Regions from separate parts of the Hordeum vulgare genome. Here region 1 is linked to region 2. Evidence: chromatin contacts called from public Hi-C data. All regions are on one chromosome and are shown on one strand. The core of a region is the stretch at or near the end of the contact, and the rest is flanking DNA. Distances in the headings are between cores, read along the strand shown.

Region 1 (3,811 bases), core at 252-2,751, 230 kb before region 2:
ATTTACACACATGATTTGAAGGACAAAATATCGCGGAAGTAATTGAAGGACTTGGATGTTTTGAAGCTGCTGGTATGTGAATGATGCATAATAACTTCCGCATTGAAGGACTGAAGCTTATCATTCCAAAATCAATCTAGGGTACTTGATAAGCATGCTATGCTCTTTACACTGTACATTAAATGACCCGTGGTCTCAATTTTCTGTCAAAACCAGTTGTGTGATGACTTGCAACTGCATTGATTGGAACAGCTTTTCTGGACGAGACGGTCTCATGCCGTTTTGACAAAAATACTGAAATATCTTAGAGCCATATATGAAATGCTGGACATCAACTGAACAGATATAGATAAAATTCTTCTAGAACTTATATAATGGCATCTTTTGATCAACTGATGCGATAAGGTTGGCTCTGACAACACAACAGTTTTGCCAAATTGCTAAACAGATATCAGAAGCAGTTACCTGTCTGAGCTCAGGAGCCTTGTTTTTGTTATTCTCCATCACGTAACTGCACCAGGAGAGGTGTCGAGAAGCACAATCAGCGACCACATCATCTGCGAAATCGTTTCCTTGCCAGTACAACATATCACGACAGGCGCAGAATCATACCCGACGGCATTGAAGAGGCAACTGTTGTCCGAAGGGATCACTCTCCTCACGACAGGGCCATCCATTTCCACGCAGCTAGGAAACACGCCTGAATCACTGAAACGGCGAAAATAAAGATTCAGAACCGCGCTCAACTAGGGCTGGTACTGCACGCATCCCAATCGACATTTTCCACTTGGAATCAGACGTCAGATTGAAAAATAACAGCAAATACATAGTACATACATACATGCTACTGGAGACGAGCGTACATTTTCTTTCACTTAGAAAAGGAAGAAGACGCCCAGGTTGACATCGTGACGCAACAACAGCAGGTATCGCGAACGCGCGATCTGCTAATTCGAACCCCCGCGTACTGGCGAGGGACGCCTAAACGACGCCTGCTACCGGCTCGGCGCTATAACGAGGCAAATGAGACGGTGTACCATAACAAGGCAACCCACCCGCTCGCCAACAACCACCAACAAACGAGCAATTCGAACCAATCCCGCACTATCAGGTGGCATGGCAGGCGAGAGGCGTCAAGGGATTGGGACCCTCGCGAGCTGCGGCAGACGAGAAGCAAGCAGGCGGGTTTCAGCGCCGCGGAATCACACACACACATGCACAGGCGCGCGCGCGCGCACACACACACACACGCACACACCTCGCGAGCTCGCGCGCGCGCACACACACGCACACACCTCGCGAGCGTACGTACCGGGAGGCAGGGCGAGGGGTTCGGCTCGGGCGCGTGGCCAGTCGGCCTTCCGGGCGAGGAGGAGGACGAGTCGGCGGCGGCTGCGTCGGAATCCTCGGAGCTCTGAATTGGGGGAGGGGTAAGAGGAGCGCGAGGGAAGGGGAGGGAGATGTATGAAAACGGGCGAGGGACGGAATGGGAAATGAAGAAGGCGACGGGAGGAAGCAAGGAATTAATAACCTGATCTGGAGAGAGGCAGGCAGGGAGAGGCAAGTTGGGCGGATCTGGCACGCCTCTGCTTTTGGTTTTGGTTTTGGTTTGCGCCTGTGGGCGTGGGGCTTTGCTGCGGTGGGGTGGCCGAGCTCCCCGGTCCAGGTGTCCTGCCTGGCGCGAGGCCACCTGCTTTGCCTCAAATGCTATCGGCTGCTTGAGAAGCTGGCCAACGGCAGAGCACCGTCCTCCTCCAGCCAGCCAGCTTGCTTTTCCGTGTCATATATGCGTTTCACTAAGGGCATCTCCAACAGGCGTATGATGAGCGTTGGTAAGTTGGCCACGTAGACTATTTTGATGACATGGCAGGTAATAATAGCAGAGAGAGAACCAAAACGTATGATCCTGAACCGACGCTCCGGACACAAGCTCCGAGGCCAGCCCGTTCCTTTCTTTAGCATTCAAGTGGGGTCGTCTGGATCTGGTGCGAGTAGCCGCCCCAAAATTTCTCCTCTCCTGCGTGTATATCCCGATTTCCTCTTTGGCGCGCCAAATCACTCTGCTGCTCGCGCCCAAATTGCCCTGCTGCTCCCGCCTCCATCAAATCCCCTCTCGCGTTCATCTCTTAATTTCACTTTGCCCCAAACTTCTGGCCATGAGCCGCCAAACTAGGGTTCAAGCGCCGCCGCCGCCGCCGCCGTATTCGTGGCCGGCAACGGCTGTTACCAGCGAACCCACGCTGACTCCCGACGTTGCTGCGTCCTATGGTATAGCTCCTTCCATGCAGACCATGGGCACCTCCACTCCTCCCGGCTATTGGAGTTCGTCAGGATCTCCTCCCCTCATGCCCGTGAAAGATTTCAGGTACGTACACATGTACAGCTAAGTCCATGGTTGATTTTGGTTTCTTCAGTGTGCACTTGTATTCTGAACCCACAGGTGTGGAATGATACAAAAATGTAAAGTACGCACGACAACCATTCGTTATACTCACATGGAGCACTGAGTTTGATAACAGTTCTATGCTAAAAATATTTGCTATATAATAAATTGTCATTTTTTCTGTTCAGTTCTGTTAGCAATCATCTTAAGACGTACATATTTGCTATATAATAATCAGTGCTTCACCAACTGATGTTGTACGGCAACAAGTCAGAATACGGAGGCGGAGGAGCGTTCTCTGAATTTTGGATATAACTAGAAGACAAATATGAGTATTTTATTAATATGAGCATAATTACTTCTTAACCAGATTGTTGATAATTATTTTGCAGTGGAATGGATTCATACCCACCCGGTGGTTTCTTAAGTTATTTTAAAAATCCGTCGATTCCTGCTATTTCATCGCAAACTTCTCATGAGTCACTCGTGCCACACAACATCAGTATTGGTGGTGGTCATCCTCCATGTGCTCCAGTTATGGCACCACATCCATCAATGGCCAAAGGCATGATTCCTGATAATGTTGAAATATGTAGGACTGATAAGCGTTTATCATGGACAAAAGAAGAGGACAAAAGACTGGTAAGTTAATTCAACTCAAATGATAAGCGTTTATCATGTTCGGACATTACTAATTTTTCTTTAAATCATGCAGTTCAGTGCATGGTTGAACAACTCAAATGATCCAATAGCTGGAAATTGTAAGAAAGCTGACCGATATTGGCAAGACGTCACTGCTACGTACAACAGCACCACTCCAAAAAATAGAAAGAGGGAAATGAACCAAGTAAAGGATCGTTTTCATCGTCTTGCAATCTCGCTTCTCCATTGTGCGTCGTCCAGCACGATTATGGTCGCGAGCATCTATTGGAAATATTATGAAAGCATGCATCATTCTTCACAATATGATAGTTGAAGATGAGAGGGAAATGGTCACCACTCCTCTTGACTTGAATGAGACTCCGGGGTCATCAGTTGTGTTACCTCCAGAAATGAAGGTAGGTGGTAACACATGCTTTGCTGATGTTCTTCGGAGAAATGCTGGAATTCGTGATCGCTCAACACATACGCAACTCAAGAGGGACTTGGTTGAGCACATTTGGAAGAGATTTGGCAATTAGCTAAATAATTAGGTATAGCTTCTCTATAGGAAAAAAACATTTCCTCATACTCTTAGAATGTGATATCTTATTTGTACAACTGAAAAAAGTTAAGAGTAGTCGTGTGATTGTTCTTTTCTATCTCTTATTTTTCAGGCTGGGATTGGCAAAGTCAAGCGATTCATGGCATTTAGAAAAATGAAGAGGTTCATGGCAGCTTATTGGAGTTTGCAACCGCAGGAAACCTTTGCCTTATTTCATTTAGTTG
Region 2 (3,747 bases), core at 1,023-3,522:
ATCATGCATTGGTAGTTAAGTGCACATAAAAATCTATCTGCGTCATACCTGTGACCAATGACAAACCGAATTATGACCCCCTTCTCTTCTTCAAGCTTTTTCCTTTTGTCGCCTATTTTCAAACATTGTTATTAGTTATTTCAAAGTTTCGCAGGGTAAGAAATGTTCCAAAAAGCAAGTTAGTTATAAAGTTGAGTGTCAGCAACCTCGAGGCATCCAAGTGTAACGTATGGAATCTCTTCTCTTGCGACTGCTAAAAGCAGTATTGATGCCAATCACCATGCGGTACTTTCTCCTCCCAATCGACTCAGAAACTTTGAAGTCTTCTGAAACAGGGGAACCGTTGAGCAATGACTCTTGCAGGGTTCTAGCAGCCGAGAGTTCTGTCTCTAAGGTCGCTATTGTCTTATCTAGTGTCCTACAACCAAAAAATTTGGAAATGCAAGTCATAACCATTTTTTCCATAAAAAGGATACTTCCAATAAAGGAACAAATGATGCGCTCAATAAAGACAAAGCCGGTTACATACTGTACATCATGATGAGTATCTTGATCTGGTAATACATCTTTGTATTTTTGCAGTTCTTGAACCTAGCAGCACATGATAATCAAACTATGTATCAACGATTAATGCGGGTGGTACAACATAATAAATCTACAACACTCATTACACAGAAGCAATCTGCTTTTATAACACTGACTTGTGCGGCTGCTGTACAATATATGAATATCAATGTGCAATTATGGAATCCTTGACAAAAATGAATGGAGGGAGAAGTACACCACCGGTACCTTTTTTGAACCACAGTCTGCATCAACTAGAGCTTTGCCTTCCTCGACGCTTTGATTCGGTAGCGGAACCTCGGTTGCCTCCGGCAGTGTCCACATTCTGGATCAAGCAAACCGGATGCGCAAGAATCATTTACTGTACTAAACTTCGGGGTCGAATGGCATCGCAATGGAGAAAAACATTCCAATTCAAGAGAACAGAAGTAGTAGACGTTCATAAGATGTGATCACATCTTACAGTTGTGGGTAGGAGTACAGTTATTCAATGTTGGAGGAGGATACATCACCTAGTAGCAATAATAACTCGTCTCTACAGTTATATCAAGAATCTGCGCAGGATCATCCGCACTCGGACCCAGTTGTGGTAAGGAAAAATGGCCCGATGTGGCAGCAAACCCACCGAATTCCTAAATTCATGGAGCCTTACTTGACGCACCCGCAATTCGGCAGCATCAGAATCGGACTTTGCGTGACAAGATTAGCCAAAAACAGGTGGATTATTCGATGGCGGGGCAGAACGAAGAGGCTGCCGACAGGAATCGAGAAATCCCCAAATCGAGCCTTGGCAACCCCATCGGCCATCCGATCTCTAGTCTCACAAATTGGAGGCTGGCGAGACGTCGCGGATCTTGCGCTAGGCCCAGCTGAACTCGAGCTGGTATCGGAGCTGAGCTGAGCTGGGAATCTTGGGAGGGAAATTGAGGAAGCAGGAGGGAGAATTGGGGGTGCTGGTTTACCTGTTGGTGAAGAGCAGGCCGAGGCAGAAGCTCCCGAGGCAGAGGAGCACGGCCCACCGCTTGGACACGCCTCCATCCCCTCCGGCTTTCTTCCAGCTCATGGTGGCCTCCGCCGCCGCCGCCGCCTACAGCACGGTGTCCTCGCCTCCTCAGTCTCTCACCTTCTCCCACAGTGCATGTAGTAGGAGGGAGCAGGAAGGAAGGAGGCCTCGTTCTTGGCTGGTTGCCCTTGGCGGTCTCGCACGCACGCACCTCTGCGCTGCTCACGGCTCACCTCGCCTGGTCACCTTCCCCCCACCCCACGACGGGCCATGTGGGTGTGGTGCGGAGGTCAGTCAGTGTCCACTGGCGCACGCCATTAGCCCCGCCCGCATTGATTAATCTAAACGCGACAGCGGGGGGGACGGCAAGCCCCGAGGTGGGGGTGGATGGACGGTCGGTCCGTCCGTCGGCAGCGTCAAGAAAACAACCGAGGAGCTGAGCCGCAGTCCTGCAGAGGTGGTGGTGATGGTGGCGGGTAAAAACAAAACGAACGGCCAAGCGAATCGAATCAAGGTGGCCGGCCACTTGTTGTTACCGGATCAGAGCTCGGCGCAGGGATGGTTCGCCCGGGATTCGAGACCCTCGAGGTCGCGGGAGCGCGGTCCCGCGCTGCTCTTTTTTAATGGCGCGATCTCGTCCCTTCCCCGGCGCGGATAGATGGATAGATGGAGTTCCACGAGGACCACGGTGGCTTCTCACATGCGCCTGCAGGCTGCCGCCGCTGCGGCTGAGCTGAGCCACTTGCTTGAGGGTGATGGTGGGGTGGGGTGGGGTGGGGTGGGGGGATGTGGAAGGCTCAACCGCTCGCTCTGTGTTCCCCGTGCTCGTGTTGTTGTGCCGTCGCAGTCGCTGCACGGCTGTGGAAGGAAGGATGCTGCGGTTGCGCCTTGCGAGGTGCCATGGTCAAATCGCGTTTTCTTGTCCTGCTGGACTAATTTATTTATTTTTGAAACTGTCCTGCTGGTCTAATTAAGTTGCAGATTTTTTTATGGAACAACCTTGTACCACTCCATTATAAAGTTAGACTAGCTAGGACGCCGAGGCGCATGAAAACCGCGTCATCATCCTCGTCCGGCTCCCGCTCCCGCTCCTTTGGATCACCGACACTCTTCCCTGTCAAGCCAGAGTTGCTGAAGACCCTGTTCGGGCTGTGCACGCGCAGCGGCGGCATCATCATCAACGAGGACGGCTCCTTCTCTCGCCTCGTCAAGCCGAAGATCGGGCCGGCGCTCCTCTCCATCAAGCAGGAGCACCTGGACATGGCCGCCGCCGACGAGACCGTCCTCGAATGGGCGTGGGACACTTCGTCCGGGAGTAGATGATAAATGCGAGGGTCTCGATCTTTCGATGAGATGATGACTATCGATTTGGTGGAGACGACTTTGACGAACCGACTACAAACGTGCACGACGTTGCACCTTAGCAATCACTAAAACAACTCTAAGAGGTTATTGACCACGTCGGATCACGATCAACCTCACCACAAAGGTCTCTTCCTGCAAGCAATCGAAGAACAAACAAGAATATGATAAAAGCAATCTGAATATTGCGAATATATATGAAGTATTGATAAAGATGAGGATCTGAAAGCGGTCTTGGTCTGATCGTTGGCACAAACGAAGTACACGAAGTTGGAATGGCTAACTTTTAACTAAACAAATTCCAAGAAAAAATCTACTAGGTTGATCTACTTATATAGGAGCAAGGGGTGGAGGCCAACGATGTGGGAGGACGTTCCAAGATAGCCTCCAACCAACCCTAGGTCGTACAAGGCCCATAGGCCCAAATGGAGGTGATGCAACACCTTTGGAGTTATAGTTTTACTCGGACTCTCATGCAATCTCAGATTGTTCTGTAATTATCTTCACGTTCCGGACGAATTTAAAAGTGATTCCAATTAAGCCGAAACGTAGATAAAAATCTACTTTCAAACAAAAAAATCACCCGATTCGGAGTCGTGTGCAGATGTTGTTGATATTTTGAGACAGGTGTGTCTGTGCAGTCCGAATCTGAGTACAGAACGTGAGAGAGTTGGACTTTATCTTTTCTTGAACTAAAGTGACGTGAGAGAACTTCTTAAACAACACATAATCATTTGCTTTAATGTGAGGACTTTTTGAACAACACTTAATCATTTCCTCTTCCTTTATCTTCACACGTGATTCAGGCAAGCGTTCGA

What was found. A called contact is a pair of places that touch in the nucleus more often than the background predicts.
Region 1: a Hi-C map of seedling shows a contact between it and region 2, with 2.6 times the contacts expected there. The contact joins the promoter of LOC123403762 here to the promoter of LOC123402114 in region 2. A contact is called at or near these places in 3 of 6 Hi-C or Micro-C datasets (leaf and seedling) and 1 of 1 datasets of contacts at active chromatin or transcription factors (embryo).

Annotation. Positions count from the first base shown.
Region 1 is chr6H:100,541,972-100,545,782 of MorexV3_pseudomolecules_assembly, reverse strand. LOC123403762 (OVARIAN TUMOR DOMAIN-containing deubiquitinating enzyme 2) reads right to left here and starts at 1,501. Exons shown (of 9, transcript XM_045097674.1): 1 at 1,313-1,501; 2 at 613-708; 3 at 466-511. The coding sequence starts at 677.
Region 2 is chr6H:100,315,059-100,318,805 of MorexV3_pseudomolecules_assembly, reverse strand. LOC123402114 (probable beta-1,3-galactosyltransferase 2) reads right to left here and starts at 2,272. Exons shown (of 12, transcript XM_045095995.1): 1 at 2,104-2,272; 2 at 1,527-2,016; 3 at 793-889; 4 at 530-591; 5 at 207-418; 6 at 49-112. The coding sequence starts at 1,627.